Linked DNA regions of Rattus norvegicus: regions 1 and 3 are each linked to region 2. The links are chromatin contacts, called in public Hi-C maps. All regions are on one chromosome and are shown on one strand. Each heading gives the region's core, a stretch centred on a gene start, on an enhancer-like site or on the middle of the called end of the contact. The rest is flanking DNA. Distances are from core to core; before and after follow the strand shown.

What was found. A called contact is a pair of places that touch in the nucleus more often than the background predicts.
Region 1: a contact with region 2 is called in a Hi-C map of kidney, with 2.5 times the contacts expected there. The contact joins the promoter of Tmem270 here to the enhancer-like site in region 2. A contact is called at or near these places in 11 of 12 Hi-C or Micro-C datasets (the A7r5 cell line, the Rat2 cell line, Schwann cells and 7 more).
Region 3: a contact with region 2 is called in a Hi-C map of the A7r5 cell line, with 1.8 times the contacts expected there. The contact joins the promoter of LOC103691506 here to the enhancer-like site in region 2. A contact is called at or near these places in 8 of 12 Hi-C or Micro-C datasets (the A7r5 cell line, the Rat2 cell line, frontal cortex and 4 more).

What each region holds. Positions count from the first base shown.
Region 1 is chr12:27,428,373-27,432,718 of GRCr8, forward strand. It overlaps Tmem270 (transmembrane protein 270), which reads left to right and starts at 1,720. Exons shown (of 3, transcript XM_006249213.5): 1 at 1,720-1,991. The coding sequence starts at 1,812. LOC120095920 (a long non-coding RNA gene) reads right to left here. Exons shown (of 4, transcript XR_010056500.1): 3 at 2,067-4,346; 4 at 1,232-1,854.
Region 2 is chr12:27,372,218-27,376,077 of GRCr8, forward strand. No RefSeq gene overlaps it. Among named protein-coding and RNA genes, the nearest start is that of Cldn4, 14 kb to the right of the region's middle. Within about 2 kb of position 2,489, at least 9 of the 93 cell types and tissues checked have an H3K27ac peak or open chromatin away from gene starts, as enhancers often do. A contact at or near this core is called in the A7r5 cell line and kidney, where this site is marked.
Region 3 is chr12:27,410,331-27,414,584 of GRCr8, forward strand. LOC103691506 (claudin-4-like) reads left to right here and starts at 2,256. Exons shown (of 2, transcript XM_008769186.1): 1 at 2,256-2,279; 2 at 2,349-2,912. The coding sequence starts at 2,256. The coding sequence ends at 2,912.

The DNA of each region.
Region 1 (4,346 bases), core at 470-2,969, 55 kb after region 2:
CAGGGGCTCTACCGCTGAGCCACGCCCCCAGCCCCTCACTGGGGGATTCTAGGCAGGGGCTCTACCGCTGAACCAACCATTCAGCTATTTGTCTATTTCTAGTTTTAGCTGCCCATGTGTTTTATGGGCAGCTTTGTATGGTCATATCCTGTATGAATCTTGGAGATCCTGCATCAGGCTCTGGGCTCTGCATGAATTTATATTTGCCCCCTAAAGTCACTGGTGCATGATGTGCTCCTGACTCTTTTGTTTTTGCTAAGGAAGGGGAGATAGCATCTCAGGGTGCCTTTGATTCACATCCCCACCCCCACCCCCACCCCCGATTGCTAACACGATTTGAGATTTGACCATCTTTGCACAAACCTCATGGGTGGTTCTTTCCGTTCCTTTTGTTGTTAACTATCTTTGCCCACGCTCCATCAGGCCCTTTGCCTTAAAAAAAGATTTTAAGCTTTCCTCCCTCCCTCCCTCCCTCCTTCTTTTCTTTTCATTTTTCTTCTTTCTTGCTGTGGTCTTGCCTGTGGAGATGAGAGGGCATCTTGGGGCAGTAGTTTTTATTTTTCCAACATGTGGGTTCTGCGGATGGAGCTAAAGTGGTTGGTATTAAGTACTTTAACCTTGACCTCTGATATCTCTCCCTCCTTCCCTCTCCCCCACCCTTTCCTCCCTCCCTCCCTCCCCCTCCCTCCTTCCCTCCCTCCCTCCCTTCTTTCTTTCTTTCTTTCTTTCTTTCTTTCTTTCTTTCTTTCTTTCTTTCTTTCTTTCTTTCTTTCTCCATATTGGAGTGAAACTCAGTCTCTTGCACATGCTAGCCATATACTTTATTCACCACCTCCAAATTTCAGCAGTTGCTTCTCTCCTTAAACCATGTGTGTCTCCAGTCTGGGTTCAAATGCAAGTCAATAGTCCTGACAGCAAGTGCTTTACCTCCTGACCTGGTATTTGATTCCTTCTTTCCTCTCTTTCTTTTTGAGACAGGATCTCTGTCTCTGTCTCTGTCTCTCCTCCCCTCTCGTTATTTCAAGACAGGGTCTCTCTGCGTACCTTGGCTGTCCTGGAACTCACAACGTAGACCAAGCTGGTCTTAAACCCAGAGGTCCCCTTTGCCTCTTGCCTCACAACTGTTGGTATTAAAGGCATGTGCCACCGTGCCTGGCTCCATTATTTTATTTCGAATTCGTTCTTTCATTATTTTCTGGAGTTTACAAAAATCATCGATATGACACCACGCACATTCATATGGGAACTTTTATTTTTATCTCGCTGAAAATGGCTCTTTTCAAGTTGCATAAATTAAAAAACAATCACGTTAAAAGACTTGAAATAGCATGTGGGGCAGAAGACTCAGAAGTTAGCCTCAGATACCTAGAGAAATGGAGGCCTGGCAGGGTGCGTGGCTTGCAGAGTCCTGGCCTCAATCCCCAGTTCTGCACAAATAATGAGAGAGCTAAATAAGGGGAAGACTCTGCATCTCATTATCTCGGGTTGGTTTCCTTCTTGTAACCCAGGCATTGACAGGAAATCCACAAGGATCTCTCAGGTGCCTCAAGGAGGTTGCTACCAGGAAATCAGCCTTGCAAAATGAGAAACATTCACGTGCCTTCCAAGGGCCCTGCTCCCCCCTGCGGTGTCTTCTGCCCCCGCGCGACCACATCCCGGTACTGCACCCGCTCGGAGCTCTTTTAGGTCTTGCTCTGGGGATGAGATCATACTTCTCCAGAGAGAGAAGCGGAATGGCGCCCCCTGGCGCGGTGCAGGGGAGCATACACCGATTCCTTTGTGCTCTCAGCTGGTCCTTCCTGGTTCTCTGAATGGAGAAACTCCAAGACTGCACACTCATTCTCCAGCCTGAAACTGATGGGGACAGGGAAGGGACAGGGAAGGGACAGGGAGAGAGGCCTGGTGGTGAGGATAATGGGGTGTCAGTTGAGGAAGCTAAGCTGGGGCTTCTCCTATGGCAAATCTGCTACCCTCAGGGTCCGATCTGGAAGGTAAGTCCATACAGATTTGTTCTCCTCATCCCTCCTTCATTTTGTCCTTCTTTCTCCACATCCCCGTCTCCCTACCTCTCCACCACCCATGTCTGGCAGATAAACTGAGTAGATAGAGAATTGATCCTAGGGATCAGTTATCCGGTCTGTGATGACCTTGTAGCCAGACTTGAGCTCAGAGGAGCAGGTAAGGGGATCAGTGGAAAAGGGTAGTGTGTCATGTGGCAACTGGGTCCCCATGGCAACTGGACCCCCACCCTGTGGCATCTGTGAGGTCACCCTGCCTCTCCTGGCTGGAGGAATGGACGGAGGCCAGACATGGAGGCCGCTCCCCGGGTCAGATTTGGCCTTCCTAGAATTCTCCTGCAGGTTGGGAAGCTCTCTGCGCTGGTAAGCATGGTGCGAATAGGGGACCTGTAGAGAGCCAGCCATTTCCAGCCCCCAAGGGGTAAAGGGCTAACTCCAGAGTATTGTGGCATGGCTGTCTACCCACAATCTCACCTCTTTCCCCTCCCCTACCCCTCTTCTCTTCCCTCTTCCCCATATACCTGTGTGTGTGTGTGTGTGTGTGTGTGTGTGTGTGTGTGTGTGTGTGTATTTGAGACAAGGTCTTATTATGTAGCCCTGGTGTCCCCGTACTTGCTATGTAGACCAGGGTGGCCTTGAACTCATAGAGATCTGCCTGTCTCTGCCTCCCCTGTGCTGAGACTAAAGATATACTCATCATTACACCTGGCTCTTTCTTTCCCATATATATGTGTGTGTATATATATATTATATATATATATATATGTATTGTGTGTGTGTGTGTGTGTGTGTGTGTGTGTGTGTGTTGAAAGTCAGTTCTCCCCTTCCACCGTGTGGGTCCTGGGGGGATTGAACTCAGGTTGTCAGGCTTGGCAGCAAGCGCCTTTAGCTGCTGAGCCATCTCATTGGCCTACTTTCACCTTTTCTTTCTTTCCCTTCCCCTTCTCCCTCCCCTGCTTCCTCCTTTTCTTTCTCTCCTGTCTTTCCAGTGTCTTAGTCTGTGGGTATAGGTATGATGCATGTACATGTGTGCAAATGCCTGTGTGTGCACATGGAAACCAGAGGAGGACGCTCTCTCTCCTTTATTTCTTTGATCCATGGAACTTGGAGCTGATAGATTTGTTTGTTAATTTTATTTTGTTAGGCAGTTTTGCAAGCCCCAGAGATCCTCCTGTCTTCAACAACACCTTCAGTACTGGGATTGCATGCATGTACTGGGCCATATATGCCCTGGGCCATGTGTGCACTGGGCCATGCCTGCCCTGACTTATGATGTTGGCACTGAGGCTGGATATCCTCATGCTTCAGCAGCAAGAACTCTCTCCTCCTCCCTCCCCTCCTCCCCTCCTTCTCCTCCCCCTCCTCCTCTCCCTCCCTCTCCTCCTTCTCTCCCCCGATTCCCCCTCCTCCTCTTCCTCCTCCTACTCTTCCTTCTCCTCTTTCTCTTCCTCTTCCTCCTTGTTGCCAGTGTGATCCTCCTCCTTTTTTCTGTGTAGCCCTGGCTGTCCTGGAACTCTGTAGACTATGCTTGACTAGAACTCAGAGACCCACTTACTTCTGCCTCCTGAGTGCCGGGAGTAAAGGTGTTAACACCACTGCCTGGCTTCAGCAGTGAGCACTCTCAATTACGGAGTCATTTCTCTAGTCCTCTCTCTTTCTCCTCTTTCTCTTCCTCTTCCTCCTTACCTCCTCGCTGTCTCACTATGTGGTCCAGGCTGGCCTGAAACTCACCACTGTAGCCTAGGCTAGTTCCAAAACGTACTGTATAGCCCAGGCTGGCCTTGAACTTCTGACCTCTGCTTAACGGCAGTCGTGAGCCCCATGCTTGGCTTTCTATCCTGGTCCTTCAGAACCCACAGTTCCCAGATGGTCCCATAGATATTGGGTATTAGGGGGTCGGTCCAGGTTGATCATCTCTGTCACCTATGGGCTGGAGGCTTTAGGCTCTACCAGAGAGGGATGCACTTCACTGAGGAATTCTCAATTACAACCTTATCCCCCCATTAATCCCGCTTCCTGGCATGTAGAAGTCACCCTTGAACAGCCTGCCACTCAGACGAGAGACCTGGAAACCTGTCTCTCCTTCTACACTTCTCACAGTAGGTCTCTCATTAAATCTGCCATCCCTCTCCCCTGTCTCCACATCTCTGTCCTTAATGATACCTTTATGCCCAGCTTTCCTCATGATGACAAGGGCAACCAGGGTCCCAGGCGAGCCCAGGGATTTGGGGGAAGCCAGCCAGCCGTGTGTTCGAATCCCACAGTTAATCAGAGGGGAGGTAATTTCTACCATTTTCTTTTAAAATTTTATCAATCATTATTGTGTGT
Region 2 (3,860 bases), core at 1,239-3,738:
TATGAGTACACTGTAGCTATCTTCAGACACACCAGAAGAGGGCATCAGATCCCATTACAGATGGTTGTGAGCCACCATGTGGTTGCTGGGAATTGAACTCAGGACCTCTGGAGGAGCAGTCAGTGCTCTTAACCATTGAGCTATCTCTCCAACCCTTGTTTTTTTTTCAAGACAGAATTTTTTCTGTGTATCCCTGGCTGTCCTAGAACTTGTTCTGTAGACCAGGCTGACCCCAAACTCAAGAGATCCACCTGCCTCTGCCTCCCAAGTGCTGGGATCAAAGGTGTCCACCACCAAGCCTGGATAGGCTTTATTTATGTGCCTCTGGGTATGCCATGTGTCCTTGGGGACCAGAAGAGGACCATGGATCTGGTGGAGCTGGAGTTCCAACCTAGTTGTGAGCTGAGATGTGGGAGTTAGGAACCAAATTGGGGGGCGTCCCCTGGAAGATCAACAAGTGCTCTTAACCTCTGACCCATCTGTCTCTCCAGACTTTCCAGGTTCCTTTTTTAAAGTGGCTGCAAAGCCACTGACCTCAAGGTCCCAAGAAGTCACATGGATGGAGGTTTCTATGGCAACCAGCGCTTGGCTGTGGCTGGTGGGACTGGAGAAGGGCTTCCTGATGTCCTGGGCCAGAAGTAACTCTATCAGAGAGGGAGTAACAGGAAGGAGTTAGAGGCATGAGAACGACTGGGATGACAGTCCAGGCTAGGCTAGTGTGAGCTTGACTCTAACCAGACAAAAACCCAGCGCCAGGTATGGAGGCACGTACCTTTCACCCAGCCGCTGGGAGGCAGTCAGTCAGAGCTATACAGTGAGACCCTGTCTTAACAATAACAAAAAGCCAAAGACTCCAGTAACAAGAAAAAAAAAAAAAACTCAGCAAAAAGGAGTTGGGAGCATGGCTCAGTGGTAGAGCACCTGCCTAGAATCCCCCAGTGAAGGGCTGGGGGCGTGGCTCAGCGGTAGAACACCTGCCTAGAATCCCCCAGTGAAGGGCTGGGGGCGTGGCTCAGTGGTAGAGCCCCTGCCTAGAATCCCCCAGTGAGGGGCTGGGGGTGTGGCTCAGTGGTAGAGTACCTGCCTAGAATCCCCCAGTGAGAGGCTGGGGGCGTGGCTCAGTGGTAGAGCCCCTGCCTAGAATCCCCCAATGAGGGGCTGAGGGAGTGGCGTAGTGGTAGAGTGCTTGCCAGTAGTAGAAAGCCCTGGGTCAGGGCACTACATAAAGGAAAGCAGGCAGACAAGAAGGGAAGGAGGGAAAAAGACAGACAGAGAGAAACGCAGAGGTCATGTGCTATACACCTAGCTGTGTGGGACATGGTAGTGTGGGGTCCAGAGAGGCAGAGGTAGCCCTGTGGCAGTTGGCCACCTCCCTGGATCTTGTATGCAAAGAAGCAGGGGCGTGTGCGAACAATGTCGGGGAGGATGAGAGGTAGGGCAGGAAGGTGGAACTGAGGAACCTTTAGGAAGCCTTCAAACATCCCAGCCCGCTCGGTTAAGCCCTGGCATAAAAAGAACATTGAATAATTAAAGAGTTCAAAACTAACCACAAGCTTGGCTGCTCTTGGCTCTGCTCCACCTCCTGTCCCCAGGGGATGCAGCAGGTCGCAGTGGGTTGTGCCCTTCCCTGGGAGCTGAGAGCCAGCAGGAAGTCAGAGCAGCTGCTTCCTAGGCCAGTGTGAGGTGCAGGTGGCAAAGGGAGAAGGCTGGGGAGATGGCTCAGCGGGTGAGCTATTTGCTGCACAGATGTGAAATCCCAAATTGGGATCCCCAGAACCCATGCTGGACTTGACGACTCCTGCTTATAACTGCGCTGGGGAGGTAGGACAAACAGATCCACAGGGCTCTCTAAGCTCAATCAGGGAGTCCAAGTCAAAGGGAGTGACCCTGTCTCAACAAACAAGGTGGGCTGGTAAAATGGCTCCTTAGGTAAGCCGGCTTCCTTCTCAAGCCTGAGGAAACCTCTCAGGTCGAGCCAGCCCCCGTGTGAAATGAAAACAAAGGGCCAGCAAGGTCTTAACAGGTAAAGAGGCTTTCCCCTAAGCCTCAAGACCTGGGTTTGGTTCCTGGGGTCAATTGAGGAAGATAGTTGAGATTGACATCTCACACACACACACACACACACACACACACACACACACACACACACACACACACACACACACACGAACACATATATGGACACTGGTGCACACACACAGACACGTATGGACAAACATGGACACGTGTAAACACATATGCCCATATAAATGAACACAAAGCTAAAGCTGGATTTTCAGGGCCCAGGAAGAATCCGTGGGTGGCAGGAGAGAGTATTTTCCGTGCTGGGGGCAACGTCATAAGTTGAAGTACGGAGCAGGACAGAGGGCAGGCTGGGCCTCTGCACCTGTAAACAGGGAGGAGAAATACAACCTCTGAGTCACTCAGGGCTGCAGTCATTTAGACTTTTGATCCCTGGACTCCTTGGGTTTTGTCCTTGTCACAGCTGACTCACTGGCTGTCTACCAGGGAGTCTCGTGGTCAGTCTGCTAGTTTCTCTCAGCCTCTCCATGTGTCATAGAGACAGCGAGCTTCTCTCTCTGCAAACTGACGTCATCAGGTTTGTGACCGGTGCGGGGAGCTCATCCTATAGCCTCCCATGTTCCAAGAGGACGCGGCATGGAGGATCCCAAACTCGCCCCTACTCAGCCCACTGGACACACTCAGGGCTAGCGAGCTGATTCAGGAGGTCAGGACTGGTCCTGCCTCGGACAGACTCTCTCCTTCCCTAGCTCCTTTTGTTTGATGCCCTACCCACGGCTCTTCGATCAACCCAATGCCTGGCCCAGTTACTCCTGCCAACCACAAATGGTCAGGGTGTTCAAAACCCACCCACGCTGGGCCTGGTAATGGAGGCCTATTAACCCGGCTACTGAGGCAGAGAATCGAAAGTTCAAGGCTTTCCTAGGGTATAGGATAATTTAGTGGAACTCCGTCTCAAAATATAAATGGGGCTAGAAGATGGTTAAAAAAATGTACTGCTCTTTCAGAGGACAGAGTTTTATTTGTTTTCTGAATATATATATATATATTCTGAACACATATATATATATACATATGTGTGTGTGTGTGTGTGTGTGTGTGTGTATGTGTGTGTGCACACACAAAGTTACAGGAAGCTGTGAGCTGTCTGACCAGCCTGGTTTACAGAGTGAGTTCCAAGACAGGCAGGGTTACACAGAGAAACTCTGTCTCAAAAACAAAAACAAGCAAACAAAAAGCCAACACATAAACAAACAAACAAAAAAGATAGAAAGGGCTGGTTATGTGCTCAGTGGTTATAACTTCTTAGAAGCCTTTAGATATGGGAGACAAACGAAAATCAGAAAACCAAAGAGCATCTCCCATGCTGGTCTGGTCATTACAGCTTGGGATGTCACATCAGCTCCCAGAGCCTTGTTTATTTTTATTTTTTATTTTTATTCTGCTCTGGCAGTTTAGCAGGGAGCTAAGTCCAATGCCTCTTTTAGAAAGGCTACTAGCCCAGGGCCCAGCCTATACCCAGCAGGTTCTTAGGAAAATTTGCTGACACTGAGGTTTCTCAGCCTGGGGAGGCTGCAGGGTAAACAGAGCCAGGGTATCGGATAAGAGAGGCTTGAGGGTCCTGGAGCTGTGTGGGGCTGAAGGGCTACCTCTCAAAGCCAGCACAGACATATAGCCTTTAGAGACCAGGGGTGAGGCTGATAGTCACTGGTGACAGAAATGGGGGTCATGGGATAGTGGCCAAGGTCCTGTGCAAATACAGAGTAATGTCAGGGGAGGAGCCAAAGGCCTTGGCCATTGCTTAACTGTGCTCTAGACCCTCAGGGAGGGATTCTGGG
Region 3 (4,254 bases), core at 1,006-3,505, 38 kb after region 2:
TACATAGTGAATTACAAGACAGCCAGAAGTACATGGTGAGACTCTGTCTGAAAACAAACAAACAAAAACAATAAAAAATTAAAGTCCCGTGTCTGGGAGAAGTAATTTTAAGTGGATAATAGCTGACCCGGCTTTAGGATTTATGTCCTCACAAGGCGTGAAGTGAAGGCCGGTGCTAGACCAGCAGGGCTTGGTGAGCTCATCTACCCCACCACAGCCTCCGTGACCCCAAGAACACCCTTCCCAACCCCACACAGAAGGTAGCTCCAGTGGGAAGCATGTTGTGACTGTCCCTTTCCTAGGCTGTCGGGGTCAGGGTAAGGCACGGCACGCAGGATGTGAGCATGGATTCTAGGCTGGGGTGAGCCTCTGAGCCTTACATGGCCTGGTGCATGGGTGCAGAGCAGAAAAGGGCTTTTGTTTTGTTTTGTTTTTTTTCCCATGGACTTCCTCTGTCCTTCTCTTCCTGGTCTCTCATTGTGTGTGTCACAGGCCATTGTCAAATTCCCCTCTCTACATCTGTCTCAAACTGGGAAGTGGTTGCCCTGTCATCTTGCCACAGAGAAGGAAGTGGAGGTAGGATTTCCTGAGCCTAGGGGTCACTGCGGGGGTCATTCCCAGTTGTCAATCTGACTCTATTTGGAATAAATCACAATCCAGAAATGGAGGCCACACCTGTGATCCAGATCCTGAGGCTGGAAGACAGAGGCTTCTGACCCGGAGCTTGATGAGAGGAGGTGGTCACATATGCTTAGGCCCAGGCAAGGGGAAACACACCTTCAGTCCCAGGAGACAGAGGCAAGCAGAGCTCTGAGTTCAAGGCCAGCCTAGGATAGAGCAAGTTCCTAGTAAAGAATTGCTTAAGTCCAGGTGTGGTGGTACACACCTTTGCTCTGGGCCACACCTTATGCTGGAGGCCTTCACAAGGACAATGGAAGAAGGCGGGTTCCCTCTTTTTCACCTGCTTGCTCTTACTTGCCAGCACATCTATTGGAGTCTTTCTTCAGGATCAAAAACCTGAGTCCTTGGTAGAGCGCTTGCCTAGCAAGTGCAAGGCCCTAGGTTCGATCCTCAGCTCCGGAGAAAAACAAAAAAAAAACAAAAAAAAAAAACCAAAAACAAACAAACAAACAAAAAAAACCAAAACAAAAACCTGAGTCCTCAGAGTCTCCTGCAAGGCTTCAAGGCTCTCTATGTTTCCTTCCTTCCTTCCTTCCTTGTTTTTTTTTTTTTTTTTTTTTTGGTTGGTTCTTTTTTTCGGAGCTGGGGACCGAACCCAGGGCCTTGCGCTTCCTAGGCAAGCACTCTACCACTGAGCTAAATCCCCAACCCCCTTCCTTGTTTTGAGACAGGGTTTCTCTGTGTAGGCCTGGCTGTCCTGGAACTCTGTAGACCAGGCTGGTCTCGAACTCAGGGATCCACCTGCCACTGCCTCACGATCACTGGGATTGAAGGCGTGTGCCACCATTGCTTGGCTCCATGGTTCTTCCTCCTGAAGCCTGTGATGATGAGGAATGAGGGAATGCTGACTCCTGTCTTAAGTCCTGAACCTGGCTGAGACGTTCTGACCCCACCTCTTCACCCCACATGTGAGTGTCTGGAGATGCCTTGAGTATCCATTCCTGAGTTCACTGTGAGAAAGAAGTCTACCAGCCTGTCTGCCACCCTCCCCTCAGCGCCCTCTGTCTTCTCTCTCCTGAGACTGTGTCTTATGTAGCCCAGGGTGGCCTTACTCTATGTATCTGAGGATGAATTTAAACTCCTGATCCCTGGGCTTCACTCCTGAATGCTGGCACTACAGGGCGTGGCCACCACAGCTGGCTTCGCAATCCCGGGGATAAGATAAGAGCTTTAGATCCATGCTAGGGAGTTACTCTACCCACTGAACCACATCACTAGCCCCAAGAGTGGTTACTTGATACAGGATGGTGACTCTTGCACCTTGGAATGTCTTTGTTAGCTTGGTCTCAGATAATCAGAGAAAGGTTAGCATGCTGGTGACCAGCAAGGGAAATGAAGCTCTGGCCTCCCTCCTGCCCCCTGCTGACAGGAAGGAAGTTCTTTTTTTCCCCCTTGGTTTTCAAAACCTGGCTGTCCTGAAACTCACACTGGGAACCAGGCTGGCCTCAGAGTCACCGAGATCCACTGCCTGGCAGGAAGGACATTCTGTGGGCAAACTTGTCGCCCTGTCCATTTCAGTCTCTGGAGACAGCAGCAGCTCAGACGGACTTCCACTGCTCAGCACAAACCGTGCTATGGCTTCCCTAGGGCAGCAGGCGGTGGGCGTCTTTCTGGTCACAAAGGGCAGGGTGTGAGCCATACTGAGCTGTCTTCTGCCCAACTGGCAGGTGATAGAATTTTCTGGTAGTGACATCATCAGACAGTCAACTATCTGGAAGGGCTTGTGGAAGTCCTGTGTGGCACAAGAGGGTCACCAGACTCAGTGCAAGGCCTATGACTCCCTGCTGGGACGTCCTGAGTCTTGGCAGAAGTCTCGGGTCCTCATGGTCACGTGTATCATCACAGCTGGACTGGGTTTGCTTCTGTGCGTGGTCCGGAGCAAGTGTTTGAAGTGTGTGGAGGAGGAGAACACCAAAGCCAAGATCAGGATGGGGGCAGGGGCATTGTGCCTGCTGGCTGGCCTGCTAGTGACGGTGTCTGTGTCCTGGGTAACACACGACATCATGCAAGGATTCTCCAGCCGGCTGATCCCCTCCGTGCAGAAGGGAAAGATGGGTGCTGTCCTCTACATTGGCTGGGCCAGCTCAGGATTGCTGCTTCTAGGAGGACCCTTGCTCTCCTGCAACTGCTCACCCCTCACTGACCGCCGTCACTCAGTCAGGTACCAAGCGGCCAGCTCCAGCATCGTCTGTAACAGTGGTCTCAACCCTCCTAATGCGGCGACCCTCTAATGCAGTTCCTCATGTTGTGGCGACCCCCAACCATAAAATTATTTCTGCTTGCTATTTCACAGCTATAATTTTGCTAACTTCATGAGCCGTAATGTAAAGTAAATATTTTTGGAGATAGAAGTTTGTCAAAGGGGCCATGAGAACCACTGACTATTCAGTAAGCCTGACACCTATTTTTCCGGGTGTCTGTTTGCTCTTGGATTGACCTCAGCATTTCCTGTGACCCTTCAGGACGGTCCTGCGAGGATCACTGACTGAGTCTGGCTGGCGGCTGGTGGTCCTAGGGAATTTTTTTTTTTTGACTCATTTTGACACCTTCCTAAGGCTTTCAATTGTCACCGAAAGTCACAGAGAGCTGTTGTCCTAGGAAACCGTCCAGTTACTGATCACGCGGGACCAGGAACCTCAACCCACGAGGGGACTCTGGATTGCTTTGCTGTGGTTGGGATGCTCGACAACCCTGGGAATTCAATGCACTGTTCGTCACATCAGGCTCCTCTCTAAATAAATGTCATCTACAGAATTGCTTGCTAACTGATGCTTACCTGAGCTGGAGCGTTCCACTGGTCCTTGTCCCAGACACTTGGAAGCTGTGACTGGTAGGAGATGGGAGAGGTGCCCGTGTGAGGGCAGCATGGACAGTTCTACGCCCATGGTGACTTCCAGAAACCCAGGTGTCTTCATTACTGTGACAGAATAGTTGGCAAAGCAATTTAAGGAAGGATGGGTTTACTCAGCGTGTAGTGCCAGAGCTCAGACCGTAATGGTGGGGAAGGCACGGCAGCAGGAGCCTGAGGCGGCTGCTCACGTTGCATCCAGGGTCAGGAAGCAGCGAGAGAAGGATGTGGGTGTCAGATGGCTTTCTTCTTTTTATTCAGTCTGGGACCCGGTCCCCACGGGGAAGGTGTCAAGCACAATCAGGGTGGGTCTTCCCACCTCAGTTAAGTTACTATAGAAACTTCCTCACAGGCCTGCTAAGAGGTTTGTGTCCATAGTGATTCCAGAGTTAACAAAATTAACATTCCCCTGAGTAGAGCACTGTAGGTAACCTGACTGTCTCTGAGCGTACCCACCATCACTACTTCATGGTCGGTCCCTATGTGTGGGGTGGAGAAGGAGGATGACCCCTTTATATGTTGTGGACTCAGATCTTCCTTGAATCAATCTAGTACCAGTGATGGACACGGGTTGGGATGAGGCACACCAAGCCATCTCTGCAGGGTGCTGAGCGCATGGAGGAGGTGAGGTGTGTCCAGTCTTGGGCTAACGTCAGGCCCAGCGAGAATTATCACCGAGTATTCAGCATGGGGATGGAGACTGGGTAGGGGATGGGGGCTTTCTT